Regions from separate parts of the Sus scrofa genome. Here regions 2 and 3 are each linked to region 1. Evidence: chromatin contacts called from public HiChIP or PLAC-seq data. All regions are on one chromosome and are shown on one strand. Each heading gives the region's core, a stretch centred on a gene start, on an enhancer-like site or on the middle of the called end of the contact. The rest is flanking DNA. Distances are from core to core; before and after follow the strand shown.

Region 1 (2,700 bases), core at 121-2,620:
TCGCTGAGTTATAAATATATACTACTAAGAAGAATCACTTCATCCACGGGACCGTGGGCCAGCATTTTAAAGCAACACTGCCACCAGAAGACTAAAAAGAAAAGTTACCGCTAAAAACTACAGTACAAGCTGATTACAGAATATTTATCTGGCCTCCCAACGTGGCTACATCACAACGTGCTTGCCACGGGCTCTTCAGAAACACTCATTCCTTCCTGTATCTCATACTTATATTTATTTATTTTTCAGCATCATATAACTTGCTACCGCATGGTTTCAAATTCGAGTCAGTCAACTGTGACAAAACAAAATGACAGAGAGCGTTCAACTGTTTTCTGTCGACTACATAAGCAAATAAATAATGCCATGGGTTCAGCATCTTTCATTAGGTTTAACGGTAAACTTCATCAGGAAATTTATGCAGCGCTAAGGACGCCTTGGAGACGAAAAGCACAACCTTCTAGACACAAAAATTATATGAGAGAAAAGAAACAGTCGACTAAGTAGAATAAAAATAACTAATGAAGAGGGATTAACTTAACCTCTCTTTTCAACTTAAAACCGTATCCTCATGTCCTACATTTTGGTTTGGGTAGTGTTTACATAGGAACATACAAAATGTAAAACATCTTCGAACATTTTATGCTTGTAAATGACCACTGATTTTTAAAATGGGTGATGAAACATTATATTCCAATGCCAAGAACTCCGCACGGTGTCAGGGAACCGCTAAATTTGTCATTGTTCACAATGGTGGAAAAAGTTGGTCGTGGTGGGAAGTCGGTCTCCGGCTCGCGTTCGGAGAGGCAGGCTCGCCAGCGGGGCCGCGTCGGAGGACTCCCCGGGGGCTGGCCCGGCCCACCCCGCACGTCCGGAATTAAAGGGCTGGCCGGAGAGGGCGTGCCCGGCCTGGCCGCGCCGCCGCCGCTTACCCGGTAGTTGCTCGAGCCCACCCAGCCGGTGAGAGCGTCGACCGTCTTGCCCAGACAGCCCAGGTTCTCCTCCAGGTCCGGGATGGCGCCGGGGACGCCGAGATAGAGCAGTAGCTCCTGGCCGACCTGCAGACGGCCGCCGACGTCCTTCTGCTGCACCTGGGCGCTGAAGTACTCCATGCTGCGGGGCTCCATGGCCCCGCCCGCTGGCCCGTCAGGGGCCAACTTTCGCCGAGCGCCACCCAGCCGCCAGCGCGGAGCCCCGCGGGAAGGGGCCGGACGCGATCGTGCCGGCCGAGACGCGGCTCGCGGGCCGCGACGGGCGGCGGGAGCAGCGCCAGGCGCCGAGCAGCCCCCGAACTAGTCAAACTCGGCGCCCCCCGCGCTCCAACCCGCTTCAGAGGCCGCGGCCGCCGGCGACGTCAGCACGCGCGTGACGTCAGCACGACGCTGGCGAGCGCCCGCCCGCCTGTACCGATTCGGGTTTGGCAGTCGGGGCGCGAACCGCTGGGGGCAGTAGGACGTCTGCTGGGCGTTGGGGTCGGGGTGTGTTGACCATGCCGGGAAGCCGACCGCTCTCTGCCACGCGCCATCGCAGCCCTGTACCCTCGCCCTGTAAAATCTAGATCTCTTCCAAGTTTTCCTCCACTTGAAATCAGTACTTGGGAAAGTTTCTGGTACTTGGAATTCCCCTTCCCCAAGCCCACTCTCATTTTTTGTTTTGTTTTTTGTTTTTACTTTGCAAAATACACGTCCTCATAAAAAAAGAAAAACATCATGACCCCTGCTTCTAGTCACCACCACTGGTTGAGTCACAATGTGAGGCTTTTTTTTTTTTTTTTAAACAAAGGTTTAATTTACATAGAGTAAAATGAACAGATTTTAAGTGTGCCGTCCACGCATTTTAACAAATGTATTCACCAGTGTGGCTAGTTAGCATCCTCAATAAGACAGAACATCACTCCAGGAAGTTCCAAGAAATTCCCAGGCAATTCTTTCTAACCTGATTTCTATCACTGTAGCATAGTTTTCCCTGTTCTTTAATTTCATATGACTTCATGCAGCCTGTAGTCTTTGGAATTGGGCTTCTTTCTCTCTTTGACATAATGTTTTGAGATCCATCCAATGCTGTTTGTCAGTAATCCCTTTTCATTGCTGTGTAGTATTCCATATATGGAAGCACCATAATTCTTGATCCACTCACCTGTTTGTAAACATTTTCATTATTTCATATTTCAGTTTTTCAGCTGTAATCAACTATATTTTTAGTGTACAAGGCATATTGTAGAGACAGGGTTTTACTTCTCTTGGTTAAATACCAAAGACTGGAATTACTAGCTGCTATGATAAGCTTATGTTTAACTTTAGAAGAAAATGCCTATTTCCCAAGTGCCTGGACCATATTACACTCCCACCAGCAGCACTGGAAAGTTCCCGTTGGTGCACATCTTCACAATATTTAGCATGGTTAGGATAATTAGTTTTAGTCATTTTCATGGTTGTAAAGTGGTATATAATTCATTCTAAATGCACATTGTATTTTTCTTCCTGCCAATTATTTCCAGCCACAATTTAATAATTATTTGTATAATATCTGTCTCCTCTACTACTCCGAAAGCTCCAAGATCATTTGTGTTTTCCCTAGGATGGTGCTTGGCAAATATTGGGCACTCAATCAATTTAAGTGGAACAAGTGAATGAATTCAGTTGAAATTGACATTTGAAATGTTCGCAATAACAAAATAATAACAGAACAGTAATAATACAC
Region 2 (2,700 bases), core at 165-2,664, 80 kb before region 1:
GGGATTAGTGGGTACTGTCTCAGGAGATAACATGGTTTCTAGCGCGCCAGACTGACTGGAGGGGGCACTCTCAGAAATTCCCAAATACTACTTTAAGAGATTCAAGTAAAAAGAGAAAACTCCATTCTACTTAGTCTTAAACTACTCATAAGTTGAAATGCTGGATATAAAGGTAAAAATGAAGCAAAGGGGAGTTCCTGTCGTGGCTCAGTGGAAATGAATCTGACTAGCATCCACAAGGATGCAGGTTTGATCCCTGGCCTCATTCAGTGGGTTAAGAAGCCCGTGTTGCTGTGAGCTGTGGTGTAGGTTGCAGATGTGGCTTGGATCTGGTGTTACTGTGGCTGTGGCATAGGTCAGTGGCTACAGCTCCAATCTGACCCCTAGCCTGGGAACCTTCATATGTCAAGGGTGTGGCCTAAGAAAGAAAGAAAGAAAGAAAGAAAGAAAGAAAGAAAAGAAAGAAAAGGAAATGAAGCAAAGGGTCAAGTAGCAAGTAGTATGTTTCAGATACAAGGGCAAAGAAAAGTCTGAGAAATAGAAAGGAGCAGGTTCTTCTCATGCTACAATGAAGTGACTAACACTGAAGAGAGATGTAAATGCTGGAGAAACAACAAGGAGGAAAATGGGGCATGAACCTTTTGAAATTCATAAGAAAACCTGTATTTTTTAAGGAGAGTTATGCTAACAAAAGCACTATCAGTGCTTTTGAAGAGTGTTATGAAAAGACAGAGAGGAGCCTTCTCGATCCCCAACTTTCTAAGGAAAACAAGTTGAAAAAGATACTCCGTTCTTTTTTTTTTTTTTTTTTTAATGGCCAAACACACAGCATATGGGAGTTCCTGGGCCAGGGAATGAACCTGAGCCACAGCTGTGACCTATGCTGCAGTTTTGGCAACATAGGATCCTTTAACCCACTGTGCTGGGTCAGGGATGGAATCTATACTGCTGCAGTTGGATCCTTTTTTTTTTCAGGGCCACACCTGCTACATATGGAAATTCCCAGGCTAGGGGTCAAGTCAGAGCTGTAGCTGCTGAGCTGGCCATAGCCACAGCAACACCAGATCCTTAGCTCAATGAGTGAGACCAGGGATTGAACCTGCGTCCTTCTGGATACTAGTCAGATTCCTTACTGCTGAGCCCAAACGGGAACTCCTGCAGTTGGAGTCTTAAGCCACTGTGCCACAGCAGGGACTCCAATCATGTGACATTTTTATGCAAAAGAAAGTACAATTTCAGGGGCAGAGTCCAGAGTCCAGGGTGGAACCAAGAATAGCGGAAAACACGGACCTAAAGAGGCACCCCAAAGAGATAATGAAACCTTCATGACAGAACATTCACAACCCTTAAAGTAAGGGATCCTGACTGCAGGTTCCTGCTTGATTTCAAAACTGCTATAAATCAGTGACTACTATGAACTTCCTGCTCCTCCCCTTTAGGAATGGGAGTGTCTATTACAGTTTTCCTATCCCTGGTACCACCACTGTATGTTGAGTACGTAGATGTCTTTTTAGTTCAGAGCCCTCTAGATGGAGAGAACCCTTACATTCATCTCAACCTGATGCAGATCACAAGACCACGGGCTTTGGGCCCGATGGCATAATTAGGATGAGACTTTTGGGAAATGCCTGAGTGCATTTTGTATGTGGGAGTTATGTGAATTATTGTGGCCAGAGGGCAAGCTATCAGTAATTGTTTACAAGGATAGCTGTAACAATGCTCTTATTCTTGTCAATTGCTCCTTTTACAATGTGACTTGGCAATTTCTGATCGGAAAGTGGAGTTCCCAGTAAACAGGTGGAGAAGAGTAACCAAGAATTCTCCAGTTGAGACAAGACCTAGGAGAGGCTGCAGGGGCCCCGGATAGGTGATTCCCCAATATCCAGCAGGAAAAAATCTCTGAGAAAAGCTTCTAGAAAGCCCAATTTGGACCTAAAGAATTCTACCAATTAAGTTCAAGCAATGAGCTCACAATCTAAGTTCGAAAAACTTTAGACCTTTGAACAAAATATATTGAATCCACTTAAACTCGGATTTTTTTTTTTTTAACTAAATATTGCAGTACTACATAATCCACAGCAGGGTGAATCCACAGATGTGGAACCACAGAGAGGGAGGGCTGATTATGGCGCTTCGAGGATTTTGGTATCCATGGTGGGTCCTGGATAGGCAAACCACTAAGTCACAAGGAACAAACAATGGATTTTTGAACTGTAGATACTAGAACTGCCGACTTACAGATTACAGAATAGATGTGAATATAATGTCTGAAGAAATAATGTGGACAGAATCACAAAGATACCAATCAACAAATGGCATTAGGAATGAACGGATGAAATTGGGGGAAAATGCATTAACTTGAATAATCAACTGTTAGAATTAAAAATAAAAACAACCTTGACTGAAAGATTAAACAGAAGAAATATTTAGAGAACTAAAAGACATACCTGAATAAATTACTCAGAATGTGGCCAGGAGAAATAGGTAAATGGAAAGACATAAAGAGATATAGAGGATAGCAAGAGAAGATCTAATATGTATCTAATCAGAGTGCCTGAAAAACAGAATGGAAATATTTATAAAAAGATAATGGTTGTGGAGTACCCTGGTGGCCTAGCAGTTAAGGATTTGGTGTTGTTGCTGCTGAAGCACAGTTCGATCCCTGGCCCAGGAATTTCTGCATGCCATGGTGTGACCAAT
Region 3 (2,700 bases), core at 108-2,607, 86 kb after region 1:
CTTCATGGATACTAGTTGGATTCGTTTCTGCTGAGCCACAATGGGAACTCCCCATATGTGCATTCTGTAATCAAAACGAGATAGTGTAACATACATACAGTTTTGTGACTTGCTCTTTTCATTTAATGACCTCCATCTTTCCATGGCCATACATTTTCATCTCATATTCAGTCCATCTATATTCAGATTTCTTTAACTGTCCTGAAAATGCATTTTATACGTGGTCTGTTGAAATTAGAACTCAATCCAGACTCTATATCCCTCAAATTCCTTTTCAAAGGCTTTTTTCATAACTATAAATTGTTCAAGAGATGGGGCCAGTTATCCTGTGGAATGTTCCACCTTTTGGATTTATTTGGTTACTTTTTATGGTATCATTTGGCTTGCTCTTCTATTTTTTATATCTCTTATAAATTGTGTGTTAGATGCAAAGAATCAATAGATTCAAGTTAAACGTTTTTGCCTGGAATATATCATAGATGGTGACATTGTAAACTTCATACTATATCTCATCAGACTGATGCACAAGGTGGCTTTTAAAAAATGTAAATTGTATCATGTCACTGGTGCTTAAATGCCATTCATAACTTCCTTTTCATTTATTCTACAATACAAATTCTTTAACTTGGCCTACAAGGTTCTGAAAGATTTGATGCCTATATACTCTTCCAACTTCATTTCATCCATTCTCTACTTGCTTTTTATGTTTCTTCCACACTGTTTGCTAATACTCCCTAAACATGGGAAGTGCTTGTCTCCAGGGCCTTGGCCTCTTGCTCTGGGAGGCTCTCCCCTGCCAATACTCTCCTGGACACTTCTCCTTTCTCCTAATGTCAAGCATCTTCTCAAACTGTAGATTTTCTACAGGTCACCGTCTCTCATTATCTAATTATTATTATTGTTTAAACTAGGTTCTTTCGAGAACCTCATAACCCATATTCCAAGTATTCTGCTTTTTGTACCATGATACTTTTTTGGTCCACCTTAATATCTGTGTCCTTACCTGACAATAAGCTGCACAATGGCAAGGACCTTGCCTACTCGGTTCACTGTGCACGCAGTATTTGTATAGAGGAGCCCGGTGAACAAATTACCATAGGTCACAATATACCCTGAGGCTGCCAGGTCTTGATAGGTGGTCGAAAACTCGCGCAGGTGGCAGTAACAGGAATACATCCCTGGGAAGTTATTCTAGTAGAGAAACATTTATCTTCACTTGAGAGTGCTTTGCCCACCCGCCGAGGCAATACGCAGAAAGCAAAGAATTCCTCAAGAGGACGGAGCCACGACCTTACGGCTGAGCCTGGGTGCAACCGGGCCCAGGTGAGCTACGCCGTCGCGGGAACTCCCTCACGTGACCGCGGGCGTCGCGCCGAGTGCGCCTGCGCGGAAGCTCCCGGAAGTGGCTGGACCCAAAGCGCAGGCCGGGCGCACGTCCGTCAGCCAGTCCAGTCCGCCGGTGGGCCGGTCCGTCGTCCCGGTACTCCGCGCGCCTCGGCTCTTGTCGCCGTCCCGCGGTCTCTTCGGCCCTAAGGGCGGCCGAGGCGCTCGCCATGGCGACGTTCATTTCAGTACAGCAGAAAAAGACCTCGGAGGTGGACCTGGCCAAGCCGCTGGTGAAGTTCATCCAGCAGACGTACCCGAGCGGCGGGGAGGAGCAGGCCCAGTACTGCCGCGCGGCGGAGGAGCTCAGCAAACTGCGCCGCGCCGCGCTCGGCCGCCCGCTGGATAAACACGAGGGCGCGCTCGAGACGCTCCTGAGGTGGGCCTGGGGTCGGACGGGGGAGGCCGTCGGCGGCCTGCCACTCTCCTTGCTTCCTCTGCCCTCCCTGCCTCCCTCCTTTACACCCACTGCCCCGGGCCCGGCCCCAGCTTGCCTGGCCGCGTAGGTGTGGTCTGCATTCCTTCCTGTTTAGCAGGCCCCGGTGACCCTACCCGCTTCCCCTGGCTTCCCACCCCGGCCCTTGGTCTGCTGGGACTCGGTCGGTCTGGGAGGAACGCTCTGCCACGTACTGATCTATCTTGCCACATTTACCCAGAACTAGTTTTCTTCACTTTTTCGGGGGTTCTAAATGAGACTCCTCCCTTCACTGCAAAACTTTCCTGGTCAGGTTTGGATTTCATAATGCTAATTGCTTGAGGGAAGTGGCAGAATTGGGACATTGGAACACATGTTTATTACCTGTCCACTTGAAATGAGCCGTCTTCCTAAGTCCCTCATAACCAAATAATTATGTAGGTTAGGAGCTGCCATTATTTGAAATTAAACTTGAGTGTCAGAATGTTCAAGGTAGGTTGCTTGAAGTCAGTTTCTTCATAAACAAGTAGGCACTTAATGGAGTAAATTTATCTTAGCAAATGTTTATTGAACTCATGCTGTATTTAATGGGAGTTCCTTTTGTAGTACTTTGCAGTTAGGATGGCAGAACATTTCTATAGCGCTTTATAGTTAAACATTTCTTTGCTCTACCTTGTTAATGATCTCATTTCCTATGTGTAACACTTTCTCCTTGTTTCAAGAGAAAAACACAGCTCTGTTAGAATGCAAGTAAGGAGAAGCTCAGGTTAAACTAGCTTGTTTGTTCTAGAAAAGCCAAGGAATATTGCTCCCTTAGCTTTAGGCATTCCTGAAGATCGTCTTGCCTCCATGATTCCCTCTTAGGAGGGCTTTGTTCCTTTATTAGGAGAGATGGCCACCTG

Evidence for each region. HiChIP or PLAC-seq counts read pairs in DNA pulled down with a chosen protein or histone mark.
Region 2: an H3K27ac HiChIP or PLAC-seq map of alveolar macrophages shows a contact between it and region 1. The contact joins the enhancer-like site here to the promoter of CLASP2 in region 1. A contact is called at or near these places in 2 of 5 promoter capture datasets (fetal liver and liver), 12 of 47 Hi-C or Micro-C datasets (alveolar macrophages, brain, embryonic fibroblasts and 7 more) and 2 of 2 datasets of contacts at active chromatin or transcription factors (alveolar macrophages and skeletal muscle).
Region 3: a contact with region 1 is called in an H3K27ac HiChIP or PLAC-seq map of alveolar macrophages. The contact joins the promoter of PDCD6IP here to the promoter of CLASP2 in region 1. A contact is called at or near these places in 1 of 5 promoter capture datasets (liver), 1 of 47 Hi-C or Micro-C datasets (alveolar macrophages) and 1 of 2 datasets of contacts at active chromatin or transcription factors (alveolar macrophages).

Annotation. Positions count from the first base shown.
Region 1 is chr13:19,509,219-19,511,918 of Sscrofa11.1, forward strand. CLASP2 (CLIP-associating protein 2) reads right to left here and starts at 1,371. Exons shown (of 39, transcript XM_021071582.1): 1 at 933-1,371. The coding sequence starts at 1,127.
Region 2 is chr13:19,429,252-19,431,951 of Sscrofa11.1, forward strand. All of the region lies in intron 8 of CLASP2 (CLIP-associating protein 2), which reads right to left. Among named protein-coding and RNA genes, the nearest start is that of CLASP2, 80 kb to the right of the region's middle. Within about 2 kb of position 1,415, at least 1 of the 83 cell types and tissues checked has an H3K27ac peak or open chromatin away from gene starts, as enhancers often do. A contact at or near this core is called in alveolar macrophages, where this site is marked.
Region 3 is chr13:19,595,707-19,598,406 of Sscrofa11.1, forward strand. It overlaps PDCD6IP (programmed cell death 6-interacting protein), which reads left to right and starts at 1,358. Exons shown (of 18, transcript XM_021071622.1): 1 at 1,358-1,762. The coding sequence starts at 1,554.